2 separate regions of the Ovis aries genome follow, and region 2 is linked to region 1. The links are chromatin contacts, called in public Hi-C maps. All regions are on one chromosome and are shown on one strand. Each heading gives the region's core, a stretch centred on a gene start, on an enhancer-like site or on the middle of the called end of the contact. The rest is flanking DNA. Distances are from core to core; before and after follow the strand shown.

Region 1 (6,305 bases), core at 2,305-4,804:
ATCCCGGGCCCGGTCGTCACCTGGTGCCTGGCACAGCAGTGCTTCCCCACTCATCTTTATAGGACATGTGACTGCCTCTAATTCAGATTGCTCGGCCTCTTGGGGAGGCAGACAGCTGCGCCATCCGTGAGCTTTGCTGGGAGCACCAGGGAGGGGAGCGTGGGGTGCTTTGGGAGTTCGGTCCTAGACCCGTCAGGTTGCTTCCTGGCTGCACAGCTGCAGGAATGATGGTTGGCCTCTCTGAAACTCAGCTGCTTTATCTGTGGACCCGGGAGATGGAACGCCTCTGCCTCTTCCTGGGGCTGAAAGGGCTCTGACCATGCAGGCCAGTGCTGGGGGCGGTGGGGGTGACCCCCTTGTCCTCCCACACCCCCCTTGAGCAGGGGAGGGTGGCCACTGCTCTAGCGTTAGCCCTCAGCTCTTGGTTGCCCTCAAAGCTGAGTGTGGCTGCCACAAATGCAATGTGCCCAGCGGACCCCACAGGCCACCTGCCGTCCCCCCTCTGGGACACCCCCAGTTGCAGGATCCCTCACCCATGTGCCTCAGAACCGGAGCCAGCAAGCTCAGGAGGACATTTGGGCACTACTTTCAACCAGCACCCCAAGTCCCCTTCCTCTGGGACACAGGGACTCTTCCCCAAGCCCCCTACCCTGCCACCAAGGCCCCTGGGACCTGCCCCTACCAAGGCTGACAATTAGCGTGGGACAGGCCCTCCGCAGCCTAAGTATGACCTCCTGACTGGGGGCTGCCAGGTCTGTGAGTCTGTATCACCGACTGTCCCCAGGCACCGCTGCCTTGAGCCCCTGGGGTTCAAGAGGGGTTAGAGTGGCTTTGCTTTCAGAGGCCTTAGGGTCTGACAGGAAGCTTCCTCTCCTCTTGTCAAGCCCCCCCAATGACACCACACCTCCCTGGGATTGCTCCCTGGCTTCCTGAGCCTCTGCAAACTTTTCTTCATTCTTCAAGACCCACCTCAAAAGCCACCTCCTCCAGGAAGCCTCCCCTGGCTCCCCCACCGCACCTCGTTCCCAGGCACCTCTGGCTCACATGTGCCCAGGGCTGTGACTTTTCCCGTCTCCCCTCACAACAGCTCCTCCTGGCAAGGAGTGTTAATTTGACTGATAAACACTCATCCTGCTCCTGGCTGATGATTCACTGTCCTCACCTTGGCTGTCCAGACTAGGCTCCCAGAGCCCAGAACTGCACTGGGAGCTTCCCTCCAATCTGCTGGAAGGCAAACGATTTCTTCTCCTTGGTCTAAAGGAAAGGGGTAGATGGTGGGGGGGTGGGGGGCTTGAAGTGCCTCCGCATTTAATGTTCCAAGGAGGCTCTGCAGGTGTCCAGTACCCAGAGCAGGGCCAGGAGGTGGACTGGTGCCAACTTAGCCCAGATTCTCTGGGCTCCGGCTCCTCTCGCTGTGGTAAGGCTGGCAACATGCACAAAACCTCCAGGCAACTCTGACAACCACTGTCGTAGGTAAGTGCTGTGACCGACCCGGTTTTATGGAGGAGGACAGCATGGCACAGAGAGGGTAAGCAACTTGCCCAGGGCACCCAGCTCTGGAGGTGCAGGAGCCCCCATGCATGAGCGCGCTCTTGGCAAGCACCCCAGGAGCGGCCCTGCAGTAACAGACCTGGCCCCAGTCTCACGCTCACTAGTGGCAATGATCACAGGCATGTCATCCTGAGAGAACATGGGTACAGGGGTGAAGTGGGGGGTTTTCTCCGAAGGTGGTCTGGGGAGAAGGGCCAGAGGCAAAGCCCAGCTGGGTGGGTTCACCTCTCGCTCACCTCCACCGGGACCCCGCAGGCCTGGTGGGCACCTGAAGAGAAAATGCTGACTCACTTGGCGGGCAGAAATAATAGGAAATAGTGAGAAGCCAGGACACTCCCTCGTGTTGCAACCTCAGCCTCCCGGGGGTGTTCTGGCCTTGCCTGGCCACCAGCTCCGCACTCCCCCCGGGTTTGCATCAAGGCCGGGGCCCCTCACCGCCTCCTGCCAGCACCCCTGCCTGTGCCACGGAGTCTGGCCACTGCAAATGTCCCCGTGAAAATGGACATAATCGCGGGGCAGACAGTGCGCCTTAGCCTCTGCTCAATCTGTTTGTCAAGCCAGCCAGCGCTTTGTGTTTAAGTCAAACTATCCTTAATGCATTTTCCATTCTCTACAAAACCCACAGCCACCAATTAAAAGGAAAAAAAAAAAAAAAACCCACGAAGCACAGTTCTCTTGCCTGGTTTCTCATTCTCTTTGATCCATTAAAATCTGAGAGCGAGTCCTCCTTCGACTCAAGAGTGAGGCCAAGAGGGAATAATTATCCATAAAGTGGCCATCCGAGTGTTTGCCTTGCGATGAAAGAAAACTTTTGAGAACTTGGGATAAAGACGGAATAAGTCTCTCCAGCCTCCATCAATAATAATATTAATGAATTAATGATTTACTCGAGGGCTATATGTCTATTTGCTTTGCTGTTCATAAGCCTACATCGTTTCCTTAGAAACCTCGACATCAGCCCAAACTTCATCTCTCTGAGAACTAAAGGCTCCTCTCAAGGAGAGGCACACAGCTTCTTTTGCTTTTTTCAATGTTTGCAAAGGGGGAAATGATGAATTGATTTATTCTAAAGGAGCCATTTTTCTTCTTTCCTTTCCTTCCCATTACCATTGAAATCTGACATTTGAAACACCTACTGTATCAACATCTAATTCCACCACCTTCCTTCCCAACAAAGCCTTCCGTCTTAACCAAATAACACGGCTTTCACCAACGTATGCCATTTATTTAGATACGTGTATGTGCGCACACACGCACCCACATACATACACATACAGATATGCCATCCACCTCTCGCTGACAAATAAAAACGTTGGTTTATTTTCTTTGTTGACTTTCAAAACTTTACTATTCTCGTTGCCTGTATTCAGCACCATCAGGACTTAATAAGTGCTCTCAAAGCCTTGGTGGATGAACATGGAAGGTTCTGGATTTGCCGAGTAAAAAGCCCATGTATCCACACTAGCTCAAAAGGCAGCAAGTCAGATTGCCTTGGTGCAAATATATGTAAAGGAATCTGGTCAGACAGAGGGATACAGATGGCTAAGAACTGAGTGAATATAGATTCAGTTTCACACCCAACTCAATAACATTTTTTTCCACTGCTGCTGAGAATATACTTAAAAGAAGAGTTTGTAATTTTCCTTTTGAAGAGCAAGTTATACAAGAAATGGCAGAGATGGGAGGGGAAGTCTGCTTGCTGGGGAAAAACTAAAGGGAAAATTTGACATTTTCCAACAAGCATAAATCTGGGAGGTCAAGACAGTCTCCCCTCACATCAGTGAATGTCTTTATAATTTTATAGGTTTCTCCTATTCTGCAGTAGCTGCCTTATCTTGGGCTTGAGGAGCACAGGTTATGGTTGAGGTGAGACTCAGCAGTGCGGGTGACTCAAGCAGGGGGCGCTTGCCTAACCTTCAACCAAATGAGGGTGTCCTAGGGGATGACTTTGGGCAGCCTTTGCTCTAGTTGGCTGGACTGGATGCTGTAATAGCCAAGGGGCAGGGTTCATTTGGCTTGAAAGGGTTGGAAAGGCATTACCTGGACATCGGTTGAGTGAGGTCTAGGCAGGTCCACCGGTGGAGGGAGAAGTCATTATTTTACGGCAAATTTCAGACTCCAAAACTATCACTTCCCTTCCCGCATTGGCAAAACCCACCAGGAGCAAACAACCAGCCCGTGTTAACCCCTTCTGCCCACCAGCCCGTCTGCTCCTTGCCTGATGGTTGCAAATGCCAATGAGATTTCACTTCTTAGCTACGCAGTGGTCAGTTAGCCTGAGTGTTTAGAATGTAAACTTAGGGTGAGTGGCTCCAACCCTCATGATACCAGATTTAATATTGTTAGAGTCACATAGTGGAGAAATGAAAACTCACTTTGCAATGACCCACTTTATTGACAACCAAGTGTCCAGTTTTTTTTCTGAAATGAACTGGGCATTTGAAGTTTTAGTCTGGGAATGCTAGAACCTTCCAAATGGAATCCAGTTGGCCTGGGGCCCAAGCCATGAGAATCACTAGAACTTTCCACTACTTTTATCAGACATGGCCCGCCCTTGTCTGCCTCTTGACTCTGGTTTAGAGGGAGTGAGGCCACCTTGCTTGAATGTTAGAAGGGAAACCTGAGACTAACCTGTTCCGTCTCTGGACAGCTCAGGTTTTCCAGTAAAAAACGTGGCCAATACTTTTCATAAACCGTTCTCATACTAGGGCGGCCTTCCTGAAGTGAGGTGCCCAGCAAGGGAGTGGTGGGTAATCACTGGCCATGGTTACACAGAGGCAAGGAGGCTGGAATATCACCATCGACTCTTCCCAGACACAACCCAGCCCTCTCCATCGGATGTGCACCCGTCGGACCTGCCGCCAAGACGTCCAGAAGCAAGGCCTTGGAAGGTTCTGGAAGCTCCTGCGGGTGACTCCTGTCTCAGCTTCTAACTAGACCTTGCGATCCTGCAGAAGTCTCCTCTCACTCTGCGTCACCTCTGAACTGGACGGGCTGACTTGGCCACACTCCGAAGGGCATCAAAACCAGCTGCTTACAATCACTCGGTCAAGGGAATGCTCCTTGCTCTGCTGCTGTTCATCCAGTTGGGTTAAACTCATGCAGAGAGGGGATCGTCAACATTTCTATCCAGATATAGGGACACAAGGGCATCTCTGGTGGCTCAGCAGTAAAGAATCCATCCGCCTGCAGTGCAGGAGCAGCAGGAGACACGGGTTTGATCCCTGGGTTGGGAAGATCCCCTGGAGGAGGGCATGGCAGCCCACCCCAGTATTCTTGCCTGCAGAATCCATGGAGCCTCGTGGGCTGCAGTCCATGGGGTCACACAGAGTTGGACACGACTGAGGCGACGAAACACGCGCGCCTGCATAGTAACATGTGACGAGGGGGTCCCTGAGCCCCTTGGCAGCCTGTAATTGTCCTCAGCGCTACTGGGGCCTAGCTCCAGAATGAAAGCACAGGGTCCCCGCAACTAGAGAAAGCCGGCGTGCAGCAACAGAGACCCAGCGAAGCCCAAAATCAACAAATAAATAAATAGAAAAAAAAAAACAGCGCAGTGGAAGGCCGACTTGGAGACCTCTGTCCAGCCCTCTGCCACCTGGGTGAGTGGCACTGTCCTTTCCTGGTGCTTTTCCTTGGGGAATCTTGTCCTTTTTTCTTAAAGACCCAGTTATGTAAACTTCAGACGCTGGAGAAAAAAAAAAAAAAAGACCCAATGTAAACAAAGCAGGTGGTTTTAGCATATAGTGTCTTGATTAAACTCCATCTGTGAACGGATATTTTTAAAAGTACTGAGAAGCCCTAGAGCAGAGGGTGGGATTCCCTGGTAGCTCAGCTCGTAAAGAATTTGCCTGCAATGCAGGAGACCTGGGTTCAACCCCTGGGTCGGGAGGATCCCCTGGAGAAGGAAATGGCAACCCACTCCAGTATTCTTGCCTGGAGAACCCCATGGACAGAGGAGCCTGGCGGGCTGCAGTCCCTGAGGTCGCAGAGAGTCGGACACGACTGAGCTCACACACAGCACAGAGGGGTTCGGGGCGGAGCCTGACCCTCGTCCACACCCCCGGCACAGGCTGGCTCCGCCGCCGCTGCTGCTCTGGGACCTTGGCTCCACTACGCAACCTCTCTGTGCCTCGGTTTGCCCACCACCCTTCTGTGGTGCAGGATTTTTGCACTCCACCCGGCTTTCCCCAGCTTCACATGGGTGACCTGGTCTGTGCTGGGCCAGGCTTGGTCCTGCGGTCAGCACTTCTGCAATGAAGCCTGACTCAGTCAGTGGGAGGAAGGACCCTCACTCCTGGGAAGTGGTGATTAGCTCGCTGCTTCTCCAGACTGAGGCCTTTATCAGCCCGATCCCTCCTGGAGTCTTAGTTTCCATGACTAATATTTCCCAAGGTCGACCCTGAACTGCACACACTAAGGTGGCTTCTTGAGACAAAACAATAGACGTGCCTTCTTGCTTGGGTGGTTTGAGGTTAGGTCACAGTCCCAGGCTATCAGGTAGGAAAATAAACACTGGCGCCCCCTGCCCACCCCACCCCTGCCCCCACGGAAGGGAAGGCGGGCCGTGAACCTTTCTTTTTCCATCGCCTGTTCTGGGGGATAAAGAATCACTTTCAAGGTGGGGTTAGCCAGAGGAACACTAGACCACTTGACCCTTGACCCGTGGGGAAAAGGACAGACCGGCCACCTTTTGGAGGGTGGGGGGTGATGCTGCAGGGCCGGGTCAGGTCTGATCTGATGCCCCTTGGTGG
Region 2 (6,305 bases), core at 1,719-4,218, 410 kb before region 1:
GCGTGACTGCCTTGTGGCCGAGACCACCGAACCTCTTGGTCCACCGCGGGGAAGCCCCGATTTGCTTTGACAGCTCAGTGGAGACAAGAAAAATGAGTAGTGGGGAGAGAAAACGGAGACACGGGGGCGAGTGTGGGCGCTGTTGGCCCGGGTGGGTGCCGGGGAAGGCCTGGGGTGTCTGGGGGAGGGAGGCTGTGGGGCGCCCCATGCCCCGAGCAGCGCTGGACACTCACCGCCTCATCTCGCGGGGTCTGCCTGCTCCGCCCACCTGGCCGGTGTTTGTGGCCCAGGGACCCCCCAGTACCTGCAAGGGCCGCTCTGCTTGTCGTCAGTTTGGGTGAGGAGATGGCTTCAGAGAGGGCCTGGGTCACACAGCTGGGGTGTGGCTGAGACGGTGAGGGCTCGGCCCCTCTGCGGGGTGGTCTCCTGAACCTGTGTTCCTTCTGCCACACCCTGGGCCCCCTCCCTGGCAGCATGGGCTGCTGGGCTGAATGCCTATGGGCCAGAGGGCTGGCAGAGGGCTGGCTGGCTCCTTGGTGCCAGGCACTGCCTGCCCCTGGGGTACCTCCATCTGCGGGTGACCACAGACCCCGGGAGGGTGCCTCCCCCATACCCAGTCCCACCAGGGCTCCTGCGGGCCTCTGCCCCAGCCTCAGTCCCAAACACTGGGTGGTGGGCCATCAGCCTGGACCCTCAGGTGCTGGGTCCCTGGGCCACTGGTAACCCCCAACAGACTTCCTCACTCCTGGAACGATCCTGCCCCCACCTGCCTCCACACTCCGGGGGGCTGTGCCTGCCCCGACCTGCGGGGAAGCCTCCTTTGGGTGCCTCTTCCTCCTGCAAGGACCCCCACCCCCTAGACTGGCTCCTCCACCATTCTTCCTCCTCCACGCCTGCCCTTCAGGGGGCGCCTGTCCTCCACCCCCCAGCCCCACACCCTGAACTCCCCCAGCCCCATACCCTGAACCCCCCCATAGAGATGCCTTCACGCACCCCTTTCCTCCCTGTCCTCAGTCCCCTCATCCTGCCTCTCTGTCCCCCCCCAGGCCTTCACCTCTCTCCACCAGCTGCCACCTGGGCCCCGATGCCTTCAGGCCACAGGCCAGCTGCTCGGGCCTCCCTGCGGTGCGTGGGGAATGAAACGTCCACACGAGCTGGGGCCGTGGACTTCTCCGCTGCCCCAGGAGAGGTGTGGGAGAGGGAGTGCTGGGGGAGGCCCCATGATGTGGGGGCAGGGAGGGGAGGAGGGGAAGGAGGGGGGTCAAGGAGGGGGCAAAGTCCTCTCCAGGATGGGCTACCCTTTGTGTTGGCTCCCCAGAGACCTCAGTGGTCAGCACGCCTTGCTCACCACGCTGCGCTGCCCTGCCCGCCTGGGGCTTGGCTGTGGAATTGACACCCAGGATTTGGGAAGAAGGCAGAGCGCTGGGGTCCAGGCCCACCAGGAACAGGCCCCACCACCTTTAACCCCGGGTCAAGCCCGCAGGGAGAGGGCGTCACTTCCTTCTGAGGGGCCAGGTGTCCGGTGTGTAGGCGGCCACTTTGCTCTTGTTAAAGTGGACCTGTGTGTGTGAGGCAGATGGCAGAGGACCTTGGGCGGGCCCTGGGCCAGGTCTGCTTCCCTGGCCACAGGGAAGGGAGTCCAGAACTCCAGCCGCCCCTTCTCTGCAGCCCCATCCCCTCACCAAGGGCAGAAGGACACCCCGGGGGGCAGGACAGCTGCAGGCCCCCCTGGGGTGCACAGGCCTGGTTGCGACTCCAGCTCTGTCCTGGCCTCCTGTGTGGCCTGGGGACGGTCACTGAGTTTCTCTCAGCATCAGTGTCCACACCCATGACATGGGCTCAGGACTGCAGCCCCCTGCCTAAGGACCAGAGACATTGCCCCGGCACATGGTGTTCCCAGTGGGGGCTGACTCGGGAGTATTTACACCAGTGGCTGGAGCCTTCCACTCCCTTCCCTGGGAGAGTGACCCCTGCCATGGAGACCTGGTCGCCACGGAGATGCGCAGGAGCTGGGGCTGTCTTTGCAGCAGACAACCTAAGAGGTCCTGGGTCCTTGAGGCCAGAGGCACTTGGTGCTGTCAGGGCAGATGAACTTGGGCCACCAAGCAGGAAGCCAGGTAGAAGGCAGCCTTGGGTTCAAGAACCGCTGAGACTGTGGTGGGATTGGAGGCCCTTGAGCAGACCAGACCTGAAGGCCCTCTCCTCCTGGCCCATCTCAGACCTCCAGATGTCCAGGCTCTAACATGTAACTGTAGCTGGTGCCAACCTCTCCTCTTCTAGAGAGACTAGCTGAGCTCAGCCCCTTACCCAACTGACGCGGGGACTCCCCTAGGCCCCCAGCCCCCCGAAAGCCCACCCTGGACCCTCAGACCCTGCCTGATCCGGAAGGTACAACACGGCAGAAACCCATCTCTGCTAAATGACACGGATGGGTGTGAAGTCTCTCCAGGCCACCCTGGTCCTACAGCAAGAGCCAGACCCTGCCCTCCCCTCTCAGCCTGGCGTCTGCGGCCTCCACGTCAGGCCCCTCTGCCGGGGCCGCCCCCATCGTGGGGTCTCCATCCTCCTAGGCACAGGGACTGCCTCCCTTCCTGCATTAAGTGTGGCCTCAGGCCCGCAGGCAGTGCCTGGAGACAGGTGGCAGATGTAGCAGGCAGCCCTACCCCTCACTGGGGTGCTGCGGGTGAGGAGGGGGCACCGATGGGGGGCAGGACACTGCCAGCTGGGTCACCTGGGGCCATGCAGGGGGCCACCCTGCCTGGGGCGTGGGGGAGTGGCAAGGGGTGGGGCAGTGAATGCTGCCCAGTCATTCGTCCACAGGAAGCTCTCCTGGGGCCCTCCCCCCTGGGCTGACCTTGAACCCCAGGCTTCTGGCCCCGGGTGGGGTCAGCCCCTTCCACGGCCGCCGCGGTGGAGGGCCCTGGCTGGCCGCTATGGCCTTCTCCCGCCACACGGTGTCGCTGTCGGGGACGCTCAGTGCGATGGCAGGGGCCGCCCCTCAGGGCCCAGCCAGGCCCGCCCTCTGGCCAGCCGGGGAAGGGGGCACGGAGGTGGGTGAGAGCAGGGCTGGGCCCAGGGGCAGGGAGGGGGCCGGGCCAAGGAGCTGAAGGAGGTGCTCAGCCTCTCGGGGCGGAGGCCACGCTCGCAGGCAGAGCCCAGGCTGGCTGGGAGGGTGGGGGTCGGTGGGGGGGTGGTGCTTCCTCCTTAAACATGATTACAAAACACGTCTTAGGACCTGGCGGCATAGACGCATGTACTCCAAGGTGGTTTCATTGCTATGGATGCCATGTGTTGAATCGTACGTATTATTATACAGTCACAACATATATCGTATATTACGTGTAATATATAGTCAGTATCATTGTATTCCTTTTTCCTTCAAACTTTAAACGGAGTTAAAGTGAGACTTTCTGTTGTCACGAACAGTATGTGGGCCTTGGTGCTGTGCCTGCCCTGCCGATGGACAGACTAGCCCTGTGGCCCTGAGTGTCCCCTGAGACGCTGGACCCTTGTCAGCTCACCTGAGTCACCTCAGCCCTGGGGGGCGGCCTGGTCACTCCATGCCCACGTGGCCAGGTGGGCCCTCGCTCAGTCCTGGTCTGTAGGGTCTAAACGCTGGGCTGGCTCTGCCATCATCTCTCTCAGGGTCCAAGGTCAGCGGCGGCCCCTGTGAACCTTAAGGCCCATGGTTTCTCAAAGGCCCCCCACCTTGGACACCCCAGAAGCCCCTCAAGTCCCCTGGTGAGTCGCCTCCCAGGAAGGGCAGGAATGCGCAGACCTCTCCCCGGCGGGACACAGCTGCACTCGGCCTATCGCAGCAGGCAGAGAGGTCCAAGGGAGGCCTGGCTTCTGCACACTTGGGGACAGGGGATCACCTCCAGGGTTGCGGTCTTCTGCTCTCCCCCAGCACTCACCCACATCTCTGAGCATGGTCCTGGTCTCCCCTGGGGGGCAGGGGGCTGACAGTCTGGGGGCCCCAGCCTGCTCTCCACCCTGCTCACCTGCTGGCCAGACCCAGGGCCCACGATGGGCCAGGAGCCACTCCCTGGTTAGGCAGCAGGTGGCAGCAGGCGCCCAGCTTCGGACCAGGGCCCTCACTCCCTGACCTGGCTCCACTACCCCCGCTGAGCAGTCTCAACTGCTAGCTCCTTCCATCCATCAAACAGCCCCTACGAAGGGGGGTGGGGAAACTGAGGCTTGGTGAGCAGAGCAACTGCCCAGACCTCTGCTCCTGAAGCCTGGCCCGTTTTGCCACCTCCCAGAACCTCCCAAAGTAGCTGCTTTGCCCACCCTGACTTCATCCAGTTTGTTTTGGGATTCAACTGCTTCTGCACATTACTGGTGACTAGGTGGTCAGAGAAGGCAATGGCACCCCACTCCAGTACTCTTGCCTGGAACCTCCCATGGACGGAGGAGGCTGGTAGGCTGCAGCCCATGGGGTCACGAAGAGTCGGACACGACTGAGCGACTTCACTTTCACTTTCATGCATTGGAGAAGGCAATGGGAACCCACTCCAGTGTTCTTGCCTGGAGAATCCCAGGGACAGGGGAGCCTGGTGGGCTGCCATCTATGGGGTCGCACAGAGTCGGACATGACTGAAGCGACTTAGCAGCAGCAGCAGGTGGTAGGTACCACCCTCCCCCGTGCCCCTTGGGCACACATTTGAGGCCCTGTTGGTCTCTGGGGTCAGCCAGTTGGTGACAGAGGAGAGGCTGGAAGTCGGTTGCCTGGAAGGTAGAGAACGTTGCAGGGTGAACCAGGTGTCACCTCCTCCAGGAAGCCATCCCCGATTGCAATGCAGGGCCCAGGGCTCTTCGGGGCTTTCCTAGCCCCTGGGCTGCCGTCATCATGGTGCTGACCACAACAGGTGGCTGTTGTGTGTCTGGTCTGCTCCCTACCAGGCCATGAGCTCTGATGATGATGCTCCATGACTGCAGGGCCAGACACAGCAAGAGTGCCAGGAGGGTATCCACAGTCACGGTCAGCTGAGACAGACATGGGCTCCCGTGGCCAAAGGTGGTGCTGAGCTGCAGACATTCAGAGAGGGGCTGTGCACTCAGCACCACGGCAGGCAGGAGGGGCGGGGACGAGTCCAGGTGGGAGCCCAGTGCCCAGAAGGGCAGAGCGGCTGCTCCGAGCAGCTCTTAAATCTTGCCGTAGGAGTGGGGATGGAGAGACAGGAGGGACACACAGGGTGTCCAGGGAGCACAAGCAGCCGGATTCTGCTGCTGACCGACCCAGGGTGATGAAGAGGAGGTGGGCAGTGCCTCTCCTCGATGACCCACACAGCCAGCAAGCTGCAAACTCCTACACAGGTGTCAAGACCCAGCTCATATGGCCCCTGGTTTAGAAAGCCCTCCCTGCCCCTTGGGGGTCCCTGCTCTGGGTTCCCACCCTGACCCACAGTGCAACCGCAGCTCTGCAAGGGCAGCCAGGCCACAGACAGGTGTCGGGGTGCTGGCCTCACAGGTGTGGCCACGCAGGGCTGGGGCCCTGCAGGACCCAGGCAGGAGGCTCAGGATGGGCGAGGGACTGGGGCTGAGATCGCAGACTGGGGCTGTCATCATGGCTGCAGGAGGGCAGGGGGTCCCTCCACAGCCCCAGGCTGCTGCACTCAGGCTGAGGGCACGCCAGGCTCAGCCCACCTCTCCCCGCTCCGGGACCCTGGCGGCATCAGGAGCCTCCTCTGGCCTTGTCACAGGGTCCCTGTCCCAGACCCTGCCCAGGATCAGCCTGAGCCTTGTCTGTCCTGCAGCTGGGGGCCCCTGAGCTGTCGTCTGCACTTCCTGTGCCACAGACAGGAGCCAGCCCGCAAGGCGTCGTGGGGTGACGGGGGTGCTGCTCCAGCCGTGGGTGCAGGGGTGGGCAGTGGACCCAGGCATGGCAGCCCCTCCCCAAGGGTACTCTGAGTCAAGGCGACGGGTCTCTTCAACACCTGGGCTGGTGGCATGGGGACAGGCCTGCAGCAGCCACTGGCAGAGAGCCTGAGACCCCAGCAGAAACTGGGTGGACACTGGGAAGGCAGTCAGACCGGAGATGAACCCCCGACGTTAAGGGCTACTCGGGAAACCGTCCTGAGGGCGCTGGGGACTTCCGGACTCCAGTCAGGCACTGGGTCTGAGGTGGCATCAGGGGCAGGGCCCTGGACTGTGCTCTGAGTGGCTGACTGGGATCCACACCACCTGCAGGGGGGCCTGTGGGGGCCTCCACCAACCTGGGGGCCCAGGGACGCCTCTGGAGCCCAGGTCCCACAGCTTGTGCTCAAATGGGGTGTGAGATGGGTGGGGGCTGGGGTCCAGGACTG

Evidence for each region. A called contact is a pair of places that touch in the nucleus more often than the background predicts.
Region 2: a contact with region 1 is called in a Hi-C map of liver, with 5 times the contacts expected there. The contact joins two enhancer-like sites. A contact is called at or near these places in 2 of 16 Hi-C or Micro-C datasets (liver and tail adipose tissue).

The regions. Positions count from the first base shown.
Region 1 is chr3:221,908,695-221,914,999 of ARS-UI_Ramb_v3.0, reverse strand. No RefSeq gene overlaps it. Among named protein-coding and RNA genes, the nearest start is that of ATXN10, 25 kb to the left of the region's middle. Within about 2 kb of position 3,554, at least 1 of the 54 cell types and tissues checked has an H3K27ac peak or open chromatin away from gene starts, as enhancers often do. A contact at or near this core is called in liver, where this site is marked.
Region 2 is chr3:222,322,439-222,328,743 of ARS-UI_Ramb_v3.0, reverse strand. No RefSeq gene overlaps it. Among named protein-coding and RNA genes, the nearest start is that of MIRLET7B, 3.5 kb to the right of the region's middle. Within about 2 kb of position 2,968, at least 9 of the 54 cell types and tissues checked have an H3K27ac peak or open chromatin away from gene starts, as enhancers often do. A contact at or near this core is called in liver, where this site is marked.